2 separate regions of the Mus musculus genome follow, and region 1 is linked to region 2. A link is a contact called in public promoter capture Hi-C data. All regions are on one chromosome and are shown on one strand. Each heading gives the region's core, a stretch centred on a gene start, on an enhancer-like site or on the middle of the called end of the contact. The rest is flanking DNA. Distances are from core to core; before and after follow the strand shown. Region 1 overlaps Crebbp (CREB binding protein). Region 2 holds the start of Tfap4 (transcription factor AP4).

Region 1 (5,311 bases), core at 2,133-4,632, 460 kb after region 2:
TGCCTGTTCTGCACTGTCCTCCTCTCAGTGAAGCTTGATAAAGTGAGGTCATGGGCTGCCTTCTCACCTTAATGAACAGGCTTGATTATCTGTAATTTCACTGCTAGTGCTTTGGGACAGATGCAAGATTCTTAACACCATCCCTTAAATGTTGTGATCTTGAGATTCTCAGGAGTGAGACTTGGTCACATACCTTAGAGAGCTTAGGTTTCCTTGGCCGCTCTTAGAGCTTTGACTCTCAGTCATCAGTGCCTCTTTCTGCATTAGTTTCCACCACTGGGAAATGATGGGTTCGTATTCTTGTGTCCTGGATGTTGCTAGGTTTTAATGACTGACTAAAATAGCTATTTTTCCAGGTTTTTAAACTTGAGACTCAGTTGTGACTCTGGTGGTTTCATTCCACACTGCTGAGTCCTTGCTGGACCACAGTAGGACGTTTGCTTATAGAATGAATGGATTGCTTTGTTTTTAACAGTGCAATTCTTGGCTTGAGGGAATGTCTGCTCTGTACCATGTCCTGCTGTATGTGGAGGGTTTTCTTGAGGATCTGTAAGAATATTTACAAAATAGTAAATGACACAGACAATACTATGGTTTATTTAAAAATTTACAAAACTGCTATCTGTCTGTTCCTACTCAATTTTTAATCGTGTCCTGACCAAGAAATTATTATTGCCCAGTTATCTGTAATGAATCTGCCCTGTTTATCAACAGAATGAAAAATTGGATAACTTTGAGATATGACTACTCTGAGTGAAGCTTTATGTTTTAAATTGGCTGCATGTTAGTGAAGTCTGTAGACAAAATGCTCTATTCTCTAATGACAATGAAAACTGGGACTTGTGGGGGCCTCTCCTCATGGCTCATTCTATAGCTGAGTGAGTGGTTAAAGGAGTGTATGAGCATGCCGGTGAGTGGTGAATGAGGCATTGAGTGAGCACAGTTACTGCATCTCACTCTGCACTGGGGCTCAGCTCAGCACTCTTAAGTCTCATCAGTGTCTCTAATACTAATCCTCCTTGGCACCTTGTAGATGTAGTAGTTTTGAGCTAACCCTGCATTTGATTGTACTGCTGCTGCTAGCTTATGCTCATCTTTTTCCTGTGTAATTTACCTCCACTCAGCTTGTTTATTTTATAGTATTTTTGTGTGCTCATCTTGTTTTATGGAGAATCCACCTGCTTTTTGTTAACTTCTCATTCATGTCCTTTCCAAACATTTAATAGTCTTTATTTTTAATTGTATTCACTTACCAGCATGAGCCCAGGCTCTATATTATTATCATATAAGAAATTGGGATGATGGAGAATTTTTCAAATGCAGATTGTGCTATTTAAAGATTAACTCTCTAAATTTGCTTAACTTGGGTTGTTACCAAGTCAGAACAGTCATTCGCCATTATCTCAAGATGAATGATTGGTCCCAGTACCAACATTCATATCAAAGCTTAGAAATGAATCAAAACATTTCAAAATTGTTTGTGGGTTTGTATATATTGTATTGTTTATACAATATATCACAGTTTTTCTCTGTATATCTTTATTAATAAATGGCTGGAAAGTCTTTGACCCTGACTGCATTTCTGTTAAGTGTTTGTCTAGAATATGGATTTGGTTTCATTTGTATTGTAACATAATTATTAACTCAGTGATTGATATAAGAAAAATAACAACTACAAAAAATGGTTCTGGGTGCTCAACATTGTCACACATTGAAAGATCTGGCTTAATACTGGAAATAAAACTTCTGATGCTGTCAAGCATAAAATTTCCATTTTGAAAACTAAAGCTATTCCAGTTTAACTTGCTTTTTAAAGGCTTTTTTATCATCCTGTTGTTGAAAGAAAAATTTTCTATTTTAAACCCTGGCTCAATATTTGATTTTTATAACAAAATTCAGATTTCTAAATTTAGGCTCCATGCAATCCTAGTATTCACTTCTTGAAAGCATTTGCATTTTGGAGCCGGATCAAACCTGTCGTTGTTAGTGATGATGGCCTATGATGCGTGCAATGAGACCGAATGCTAATCAATGCTTTGCCTTGGCTTTCTGCTCTGTGTTGTCTGGTGTTTGCGTCTTACCTCTGTGTCTGTGCTATTTGTCCCCTTCCCTGTTCTCTAATTCTGCCCTTCCCCACCTGCCCCTGTTCCTTCCATTGTCCTCACTGACCCATCAATCAACCAACAACGCCCCCCCTTCGTCGTGGTGCTCTGCCCTGCTCTGATTGGTGGCTTCGTTGCTTGGGTGGCTGTATGTTGTGATGGACCAGTTCACCCAAGTATGGCCTTCTTGCTGACAGGTATCATTTCTGTGAGAAGTGTTTCACAGAGATCCAGGGCGAGAATGTGACCCTGGGTGACGACCCTTCCCAACCTCAGACGTAAGTATGATCTTGTCATCCTTCCTTATGTTCATGACTAAAGAAGAAGCTAGAATGTACCATTTTGAGTTTTGTACAATTTGTGTTTTCTTTTTCTTCACATTGACTATACCCACATTAAATATAAACTGGTTGCATGAACACAGATACTTGTACTTCAAGGTGTAGGTGTCAGCCAAACAGCAACACTGATTCTCCATCTTGTTCCATTCGAGGCAGGATTAGTTCAGTTAGTCCTTGACCTTCATATATCTCACTGACAAATAGATTTTTTTCAGGGTGATGGGTAACCTTTGCTTGAAAAAATGTTCAACCTCAAGTTATATCTAAGAAGCCAGGCAGCCTTATTCACAGAAAATAAATTATATACATATCACCACCACCACCTTTAAAAAAAAAAAAACCCAAACTTTTGGTGTTATACTGAACCTTTTAAACCTATGGTCTTTTTAAGCAACTGAGCTAATGCAGGTTAGATTCAAATTCCCTATTCACATTTTCTAGTAAATGTAAAAAAAAAAATATATATATATATATATATATATATATATCTCATGCCTTGCTGGTGGTCTGAGTCTGCTACGTCGGTGCATCCAGCATGTATGTTAACTCATTCCTACATTTCTCTGCTTACCTTATGATAATGTTCTTTTTGAGTGTCAGTGTAACCAAACCATAACAAGAGAATTGAGAACCACAGTGTGTACTTGACTTTTGTGAAATACCCAAAGGCCTGCTGGCCTGCACATCTGCCTTTAGCCTGCTGGGCATTTTATGTTTCTCTTTTTCTACTACTAAGTTCCCTAATCGTCCATGTTGGACGTCTGGCTCCAGAGTTACTATGTCTCAAAAAGCAGGAAATCTATGCTCCAGAAATAATCTGTTACCCTTGTCATCTTATTTCTTTGGTCTAATTGGAGTTAATCATTGAATTGGTGGTGGTAGGAATGGGAGAAGGCTGATCAATAAGTGCTAAGGTTCACTTAGATACTGGCAAAAGCTATGGAGTCCTCTTGAACAGTATGGTGACTGTAGATAGCAGTTATGTGTTGTACATTTCAGAAAGCCTACAAGGAAGGAGTTTGAATGTTTTTCTGCACACCTCCCCCAAGTATTGGAGATGGTTAGTATGTTTAGTCTAACTTAAGAGTACACAGTGTGCACAAGTGTCAGATACCATGTACTATACTATTCATATGTCCAACTTAGAAAGTTTTTGTATGTGACTTAGAATAAAACCTAAAGCTGCAGAAAGGGGGCAGTGCGATGAATTGATAGGTACAGGTACTTTCCTTGCAAGCCTGGCAACCTGAAATTTATCCCTGTACCTACATGAAGGTGGAAGGAGAGAACCAACAACTTGACAAAACTGTTCCCTGATCTCCACACAAGCACTGTGGCATACATGTACACACACACACACACACACACACACACACACGTAAGTACTCCTTTTTTTTCCTCAAGAAACAACCATCAAAAAAAAAAAAGTTATATAATTGCATACAACAGAAGTAGTTCACATACACTCAATTGAAACCCAAATAATCCACCCTTCCAAAATGGGATATCCTCAGTGGATGCTCACCTTGCATTGAGGGTATGTTGCCATTCCACTGTGGTCTTAGTTCAACTTAGCACCATATGAACTTGATGAAAATAAACATGTTTAAATCTCAACACAATTTTGCCATCATATTCTGATGAGTCTTAATTAAATTTTAGAGTAAAGCTAATAGTTTTTTGAAACATATTTTTAGGAAAAAAAAAGTTTGTATAGAAATATATGTGAGTCAATAAAGATTTTTCTTTTTCTTTTAAATAAGGACAATTTCCAAGGATCAATTTGAAAAGAAGAAAAATGATACCTTAGATCCTGAACCGTGAGTATACACACACACACACACACACACACACACACACACACACACACACACACACACCTACCTTTTGTTGTTTGTTTTTCTATTCTTTCTTTTCTTTGTTTTTGAGATAGGTTCCCTCTTTGTGTCTCTGGTTATCCTAAATTGCCTTTACCTTGAAGAGTGATGGGATTAAAAGTCTGCATTACTCTACCTGGCTTTTTTTTTTACCTTGAATCTTAGATGAGGAAAGTTATTACCTGTGATTAGATTATGGGATAATAAAAGTGGGGTTTCTTTTGGGAAGTTATCTAAAATTCAAAGTAGATTTCTCTAACATATTCTCCTATTGCTGGATTTTAATAGTGATAAGATTATGTGGGTGTTTTAGTTCTTTTTGGACATCCCAAGAGTCTGGTCATAGGCATCTTTAAGGACTGCTCAGGGTTACTCTGTAACAAACAGAGGCAGTAACTTGAAGTGCTAATATCATCCCAGAGAAATTCCAAAATGAAAACATCTTGGGTCCACCATCTAAAAATCTGTCTTGTGCCACTGTCTTCACTCAGGAGCATGGCTTCATTTGCAAATGTTGATGTCCACAAATTGTACATGGTGTGTACAAGTGTCAGATACCATGTACTATACTATATCATTCATATGTCCAACTTAGAAAGTTTTTGTATGTGACTTAGAATAAAACCTAAAGCTGCAGAAAGGGAGCAGAAATGGCTTTTATAGCTCAGGACAGATCTGAACCTAGCAGTAATTACTTTGTTCTCTTGGCCCCAAATCTCCCAGATCCAGAGAGGTCAATTGCTATAATGGAATATGCTGACTCTCCATCCACGCTGCATTTCCTTCAGGAAGGTTACTTCCTCCATCCTATCTGATACCTAGGGACAGAATTATATATAACTATATAATGAATGCTGGTGTGTGTGGAGTTCCCACGACACACACTTGGACCTTTAGTGAAAATTCAGTTTTGTTTCTGAGTCACCGTGTTATGTTGTCATGTTGTTGTCATCCCCCAAGCCTATCTACCACCCCCATGTTAATGATGTAT
Region 2 (5,885 bases), core at 2,584-5,083:
TTTTTTTGTTTTTTTGTTTGTTTGTTTGTTTGTTTCAAGACAAGGTTTCTCTTTATAACCCTGGCTGTCCTGGAACTCACTCTGTAGACCAGGCTGACCTCGAACTCACATTGACCCTCTGCCTCCGAAGTGCTGGGATTAAAGGTGTGTGCCACCAATACTGAGCTTTTTGTTTTTTCCCCTGTGCCCAAAGAGGCTGTAAGAGAGCACTGGATCTCCTGGAACTGGGCTTTGAGGTGGTTGTGAGCTGCTATGTGGGTGTCCACAATCCAACCTGGTTCCTCTGGAAGAGCAGCCATCGCTCTTAACCACTGGCCGTTTCTCCAGCACACACACTCCCCTTTTGAGACAAAGGCTCACTAAGAAATGTTGCCTGGCCTGGAACTTGTTATTAGATCAAGCTGTCTGAAAACTCATAGAACTTTGTCGAGTTCTGCCTCTAGGATGTGAGATTCAAACTGTGAGCCATCACTGCTGCTGGCATTATTTTTAATCATGTGTGTCTGAGCACTTGTGTATCTGCATGTATATGTGCGTGCCTGTATACATGTGTGTCTGCACATGTGTGTGGCACCAGAGGCAGCCAGAAGGGGGCATTAAATTTCCTCCAGGTGGAATTACAGGTGACTATGAGCCAGCTGATAAAGATGCTGGGAATAGAACTCTGGTCCTTTGGCAAGCCAGCAAGTGTTCTTAACTGCCCAGCCATCTCTCTTTGGATGTGAGGTTTTAAATGTCAACATTTCAAAGTACTTCAAGAATGAGAGTCCTCGTGGGTCTGCCACATCCCTTCCCTGTATCATGTCATCTCTTTTGGAAGGAAGGGGCCAAAGACACTCACACTCTGTACTCTGGATCAGGTTAAGGTCACAGCTAATCAAGGATAACCACAGGGGTAATGCTCAGAGGGGTACATAAACGTCTAAATAAGACCCCGATTGTGGGAAGCCATTGTAGAGTGGCAGTTGCAGAGTGGCAGTTGGCTACTGCTGGCCACCACACATACATAGGCAGTAAAGGTTCTTTTGCCAAGATGAGGTTTTGAGAATTAACCAAAGTTAACCAATCAGATGAGAGAGAACGCCTCTCCTAGGCCTATATAAGCAGCACCAGTTCTGGGCTTGGGGTCACTTTGCCTCTGCAATCAAGCTCTCCCAATAAACATGTGTGGAAGGATCCTGTTGCAGCGTCGTTCTTCCTGGCCAGTTGGGCGCACGCAAGACCCTATTATAAAGCTGTGTGAGGGGGGCTAGTGAGATGGCTCAGTGGATAGGAACACCAGACTGCTCTTCCGAAGGTCCAGAGTTCAAATCCCAGCAAACCACATGGTGGCTCACAGCCATCCTTAACGAGATCTGACTCCCTTTTCTGGAGTGTCTTAAGATAGCTACAGTGTACTTACATATAATCAATAAATAAATCTTTTTAAAAAAGCTGTGTGAGGCTGTGTGTGGTAGGATTTAAAAATCTCTGGTGGTACACACCTAATACCCCAGCACTTGGGAGGAGGTGTTTGAGGCCAGCCTGGGGTACAGGAGACTCTTATCTCAAAAAACAAAAACCAAGGGCTGCAGAGATGGTTCAGCATCCAGCACTGGCTGCTCTTCCAGAGGAGCTGGGTTCAATTTCCAGCACCAACATGGTGCTCACAACCATCTTTAACTCCAGTCCTAGGGGATCAGATGCCCTCTTCAGATGCCTTAGAGAGCACCAGGTTTATACCTGATGTACAGAGACACCCACAGGTGAAACAATCATACACACACATACACACATCTGTGCAGTGGTGGCTCCTTTAATTCCAGAGGAAGCAGGGGGTGGGGGGAGGAATCTCAGTGAGTTCTGTGACAGTCAGGGCTATATAGTGAAACCCAGTCTGGGGGTGGAGGTGGGGTGAAATTGCCTTTTTTCATATTCTTTACTTCCTTTAAACTTTTAAAAATTAATTTCTAAGTATGTATGTATGTATGCTAAAGTGCACATGCCAAGGTCAGGAGAGAATTTGTGGAAGCTGGTTCTCTCTTTATACCACGGGGATTCTGGGAATAAAAACCAGGTCATCAGGCTTGCAGGCCAACATCTTTACCTATAAAGCCATTTCACCTGCCTTCCTGATTTTTTCTTCTCCCATTTCTTTGTCTTTTTTTTTTTTTTTTTTTTCCCCGAGACAGGGTTTCTCTGTATAGCCCTGGCTGTCCTGGAACTCACTTTGTAGACCAGGCTGGCCTCGAACTCAGTAATCCACCTGCCTCTGCCTCCCAAGTGCTGGGATTAAAGGCATGCGCTACCACCGCCTTGCTTCTTTGTCTTTTTTAGAGGCACGATCGTATCTTCGATCTCCAAGCGCTAGAATTCTGGATTACAGGTGTGCAACTGCACAGCCCAGCCGGCTAGGAAGTGCTGCTTTTCAAGTTACGTGTCCCTGGGATTAGATGCTAATTGATCTGGCATCTACAGTTAGAGATCAGGTTGGTAATATTGAACAATGTTTTCTAATAATACCCAACAATTGTTATAAATAGAAGTATTTCAACTAAGAGGCTCGATTTGGGTGGAACCTTGGAAGGCAGCGAATGGGTCTGGGAAAGGCGCTGAGCTGGAGCGAGGACATTCCGAGGCAGGCGTGGGCTTCCTGAGCCTGGGGCCAAGCCCTCCAGGAGTCTGGGGAGGGCCGGGACCGGAAGGTGGGGGCGTGTCAGAGGACGGAAGCTCACCCCTAAAACGTCCCCTCCCTTGCCCCAGACCACCACTCCCCCCCCATTGTAGAGCGCGCCCTCTGGCGGTGGAGCAAGTTTTATCCCGCCTTCCCCATGAATGAGAAGCTGCAGCCCGCTGCGCGCGAAGTCGGAAAGTAAGGTAGTGAAAGAGGCAAGACAGGACCTGGCAGCCACCACCAGACCTCTAATGGATATTCGGACCGCGCTGGCAGCCTGCCTCAGGGCCGCTGCTGTTCTGGCTTGCCTCCGCCCTTCCCTTCCTTCCCACTTGCTCTCTCTTCCTATGGCAGCCCCAAACATCCGAGGTACCTTGCGCACCTGCCTGTACCCTTCGCAATCTAATTTCCTAGCACCAGTCAGAGTTTGGGCCAGGCAGCCACCTGGGTAAAGACGGAGGGAGGAGGCTGGCGGGTGGTCAGAGTCAGCCCCAAGTTACTTGTGGGAAACAGTGGCTATGACGCAAGTTTCCAGGGGGCCCGGGTCGGCTCGAAAGGGAGCGCGCCAGAGTGGCTCTGCTCCGCTCCGTGCAGTGGCAATTATGAAAATGCAAAAGCCTGAAGCACACACCCAAAAGAGCCTTCCCTTTGCTGCTGCAGCCCCGCCCAGCGCGTCCTCCAGGATAGCGGTGCGCAAAGACCCCGCACTGGGCAGTCCTCACCGGACCCTGGACTGCACAGACTGGGATCCCGTGCGGTGGGGCTGGCCTTTTTTTTTTTTTTTTTTTTTTTTTTTTTCTTTTTAGCTACGCTTGCCAACCTGTCAGCTGATGGACCTCATCACCCATAGTGGCGCATGTAGCTGGGCCGCTGTTCACTCCATTCACATCGTGTCCCCCCACAGCCAGCTGTCGACCCCTGATTCCTGATCCCAGGGTTAAGTCTGCAGACCCATGTAGTAGTCGGTCCCAAGGAGCTTGCGCCCTTCTCGCCCCAGCATCCAGTCGCCCTGGGGGGGGCGCTGCAAATAGTCCTTTGTTTACATGCAATTCCTTACTCCGCGGAAGGAGGCCGGGGAGTGCTGAGTTTTCACCAGCTGTTTCCCGCCTTGAAACAGACATCTGATCAGCTGCAAACACACACACACACACACACACACACACACACACACATACACACGCCCGGGGAGGCAGGCTGGAGAGACCTCCCGCCCGCCCCTCCCGCCCGCCTCCCTCCCCTCGCCGCTGCTGCTGCTGCCGCCAGCATCTGGGACCGGCCGATTCTGCACCTCCGTCCGGCGCTGCCCTTTGATTCGGATTTCCATCTTGCATTCTCCGGCTGACCGCGAGACCTGGCTCGTGCACAGGAGGGGGGCCTATCGCTATGGAGTATTTCATGGTGCCCACTCAGAAGGTGCCCTCTTTGCAACATTTCAGGAAAACAGAGAAAGAAGTGATAGGAGGGCTCTGTAGGTGTGTACTGCTCCTCCCCCCAACCCCTTCTTCCCATTGCAGCCCCCGGCCAGCCCGCCCGGGCGGGTGCGCGTGTGCGCACGCATGGCTCGCGCCTCCGAGCTCGCTCGCCTTTCTTAGCTACTGGGTCCGCTGCAGTCTCTGGAACCCTGCTTGCGTTGCCTAGGGACCCTCTTCCCTTGGAACGTGGGGACCCCGAGAGGTTCTGTCCACTTTTGTCCGCTGCAGGCGGGCGAGTCGCGACGTTTGTAAATTGCAAACAGACCCACGTGGTGCTGCAGCAGTCCCGGCCATGCTTGCTGCTGGTGGCTTTCACCCAGCGCTTCCTCCTCCCCCCGCCAGCTTTGGCTTCCTTCCTTTTCCTTGCTTACTCGCGCTTTCTGGGAACCCTCTTCTAAGGAGGTCGTTTTGGGGGGGGCCCGGAGTGTGCGAGAGGACAGCTACAATGCTGCCATGCCGCGGTTCCAGGCTGCGGGGAGGGGGGGCGGGGAGCCGGGTGGTGTGAACGTTTGCAGAGAACAGGGCTGCAGCAGGGTTGGGGGCGTGCTCGCTCGAGGTTGCGAGGCGTACGTGGACCTTTAGTGGCCATGCTTCAAGCAGGGAAGTTGCGGTCCCCCACACGTTGGCAGTCACTAGTCGCACGTTCTCCGCCCGCGCTCGGGTGCTGTTTACTAGCGAGGCCTGGACGTGACTCTGCAGCCCTCTTGGAGTAGGCGGGCCTCTGCGCGCACGACCTCACGGGAGCTGTAGTTCTCTATGCCGGGTCGGTGCTGCATTGTGGGACTTGTAGGCGCTTCGGGGCCACGCTTTACTTGCACAAAGCTCGGCCGTAACCAACTAGGTGGGCTAAGCAGGCCAGGTGGGGAGGCCTTTTGATGAGGGTGCGTCTTAGGTTGCTTCAGGGCTCTAGTCTACTTCCTGTTGCATATGGGTCTGCAAACTTTGCTGTCCCACTTCTGTTCCTCAGTCATAAATGCAAAGCGTTGAATCTCCTGGTCGGGTGGGTGGTCGGAGGTCTCTCTTGAGATACCCCTTAGTGAGCTTGATCCTACCTAGGTTGCCCCAGATCCACTCGCTACTAAATCGCGATTGACCAGTGGCCGAATCTCTCTTAAACTCTTGTTAAATCGTCATGTCTGAGATTTCTATTGCCGGCCCTGGTATCTGCTCATTGAACCCTACAAGCCGGCTGGGTCCGGGCGGGGATGGTGGTGGTGCACGCAAGGAGAGGTTTCTCCAGCGCGCTTAAGTTTGAAACCGACGATCTCTTTCCTGCCTGCCGTGCTACTCTAGGAGCGTAATGGCTCCCCAGGGCTGGGGCCACGTGCTCCGACACCCCAGCCAGGCAGGGCTGGGGCTGGAGGAGGAGGAGCCCGCTGAGTGGCATAGGCTGGTTGGTAGACAGCAACGCCTGTGGGGCAGGTTGCTGCATAGGTATAAAATCCAGGTAGGGATCCCACTTTACTTTCAAGTTGAGAGCCAATACCTAGGGCCTGTTGGTGGGTCTAGCAGCTGGCAGCCCCCTCTAATCCCCCCCCCCCCAGCTGGCACTAAGATACGGTTCACCTGAGGGCCCAGCAGGTACAAAACAGCAGTAACTAAACTCTTGGACACTAAATATTCTGGGGACCTACTTGCTAGAATTTTCTCTTCGAATCACTACAATCTTGCTGTGAGTCCATTTGTTTTCTGATTTCTTTGTAAAGCTGGAGAAGCTTTATAAAGCTAAGAAGGCACCAGTTAGAGCAGATATTCAGCTG

Evidence for each region. Promoter capture Hi-C pulls out the DNA fragments that hold promoters and counts their contacts.
Region 1: a promoter capture Hi-C map of liver shows a contact between it and region 2, with 3 times the contacts expected there. The contact joins the enhancer-like site here to the promoter of Tfap4 in region 2. A contact is called at or near these places in 7 of 39 promoter capture datasets (the 3T3-L1 cell line, 3T3-L1-derived adipocytes, cranial neural crest and 2 more) and 2 of 115 datasets of contacts at active chromatin or transcription factors (bone marrow-derived macrophages and embryonic stem cells).

Annotation. Positions count from the first base shown.
Region 1 is chr16:4,098,627-4,103,937 of GRCm38.p6, reverse strand. It overlaps Crebbp (CREB binding protein), which reads left to right. Exons shown (of 31, transcript NM_001025432.1): 20 at 2,300-2,380; 21 at 4,207-4,263. Among named protein-coding and RNA genes, the nearest start is that of Trap1, 23 kb to the right of the region's middle. Within about 2 kb of position 3,382, at least 7 of the 459 cell types and tissues checked have an H3K27ac peak or open chromatin away from gene starts, as enhancers often do. A contact at or near this core is called in liver, where this site is marked.
Region 2 is chr16:4,557,668-4,563,552 of GRCm38.p6, reverse strand. Tfap4 (transcription factor AP4) reads left to right here and starts at 3,833. Exons shown (of 7, transcript NM_031182.2): 1 at 3,833-4,125. The coding sequence starts at 4,037.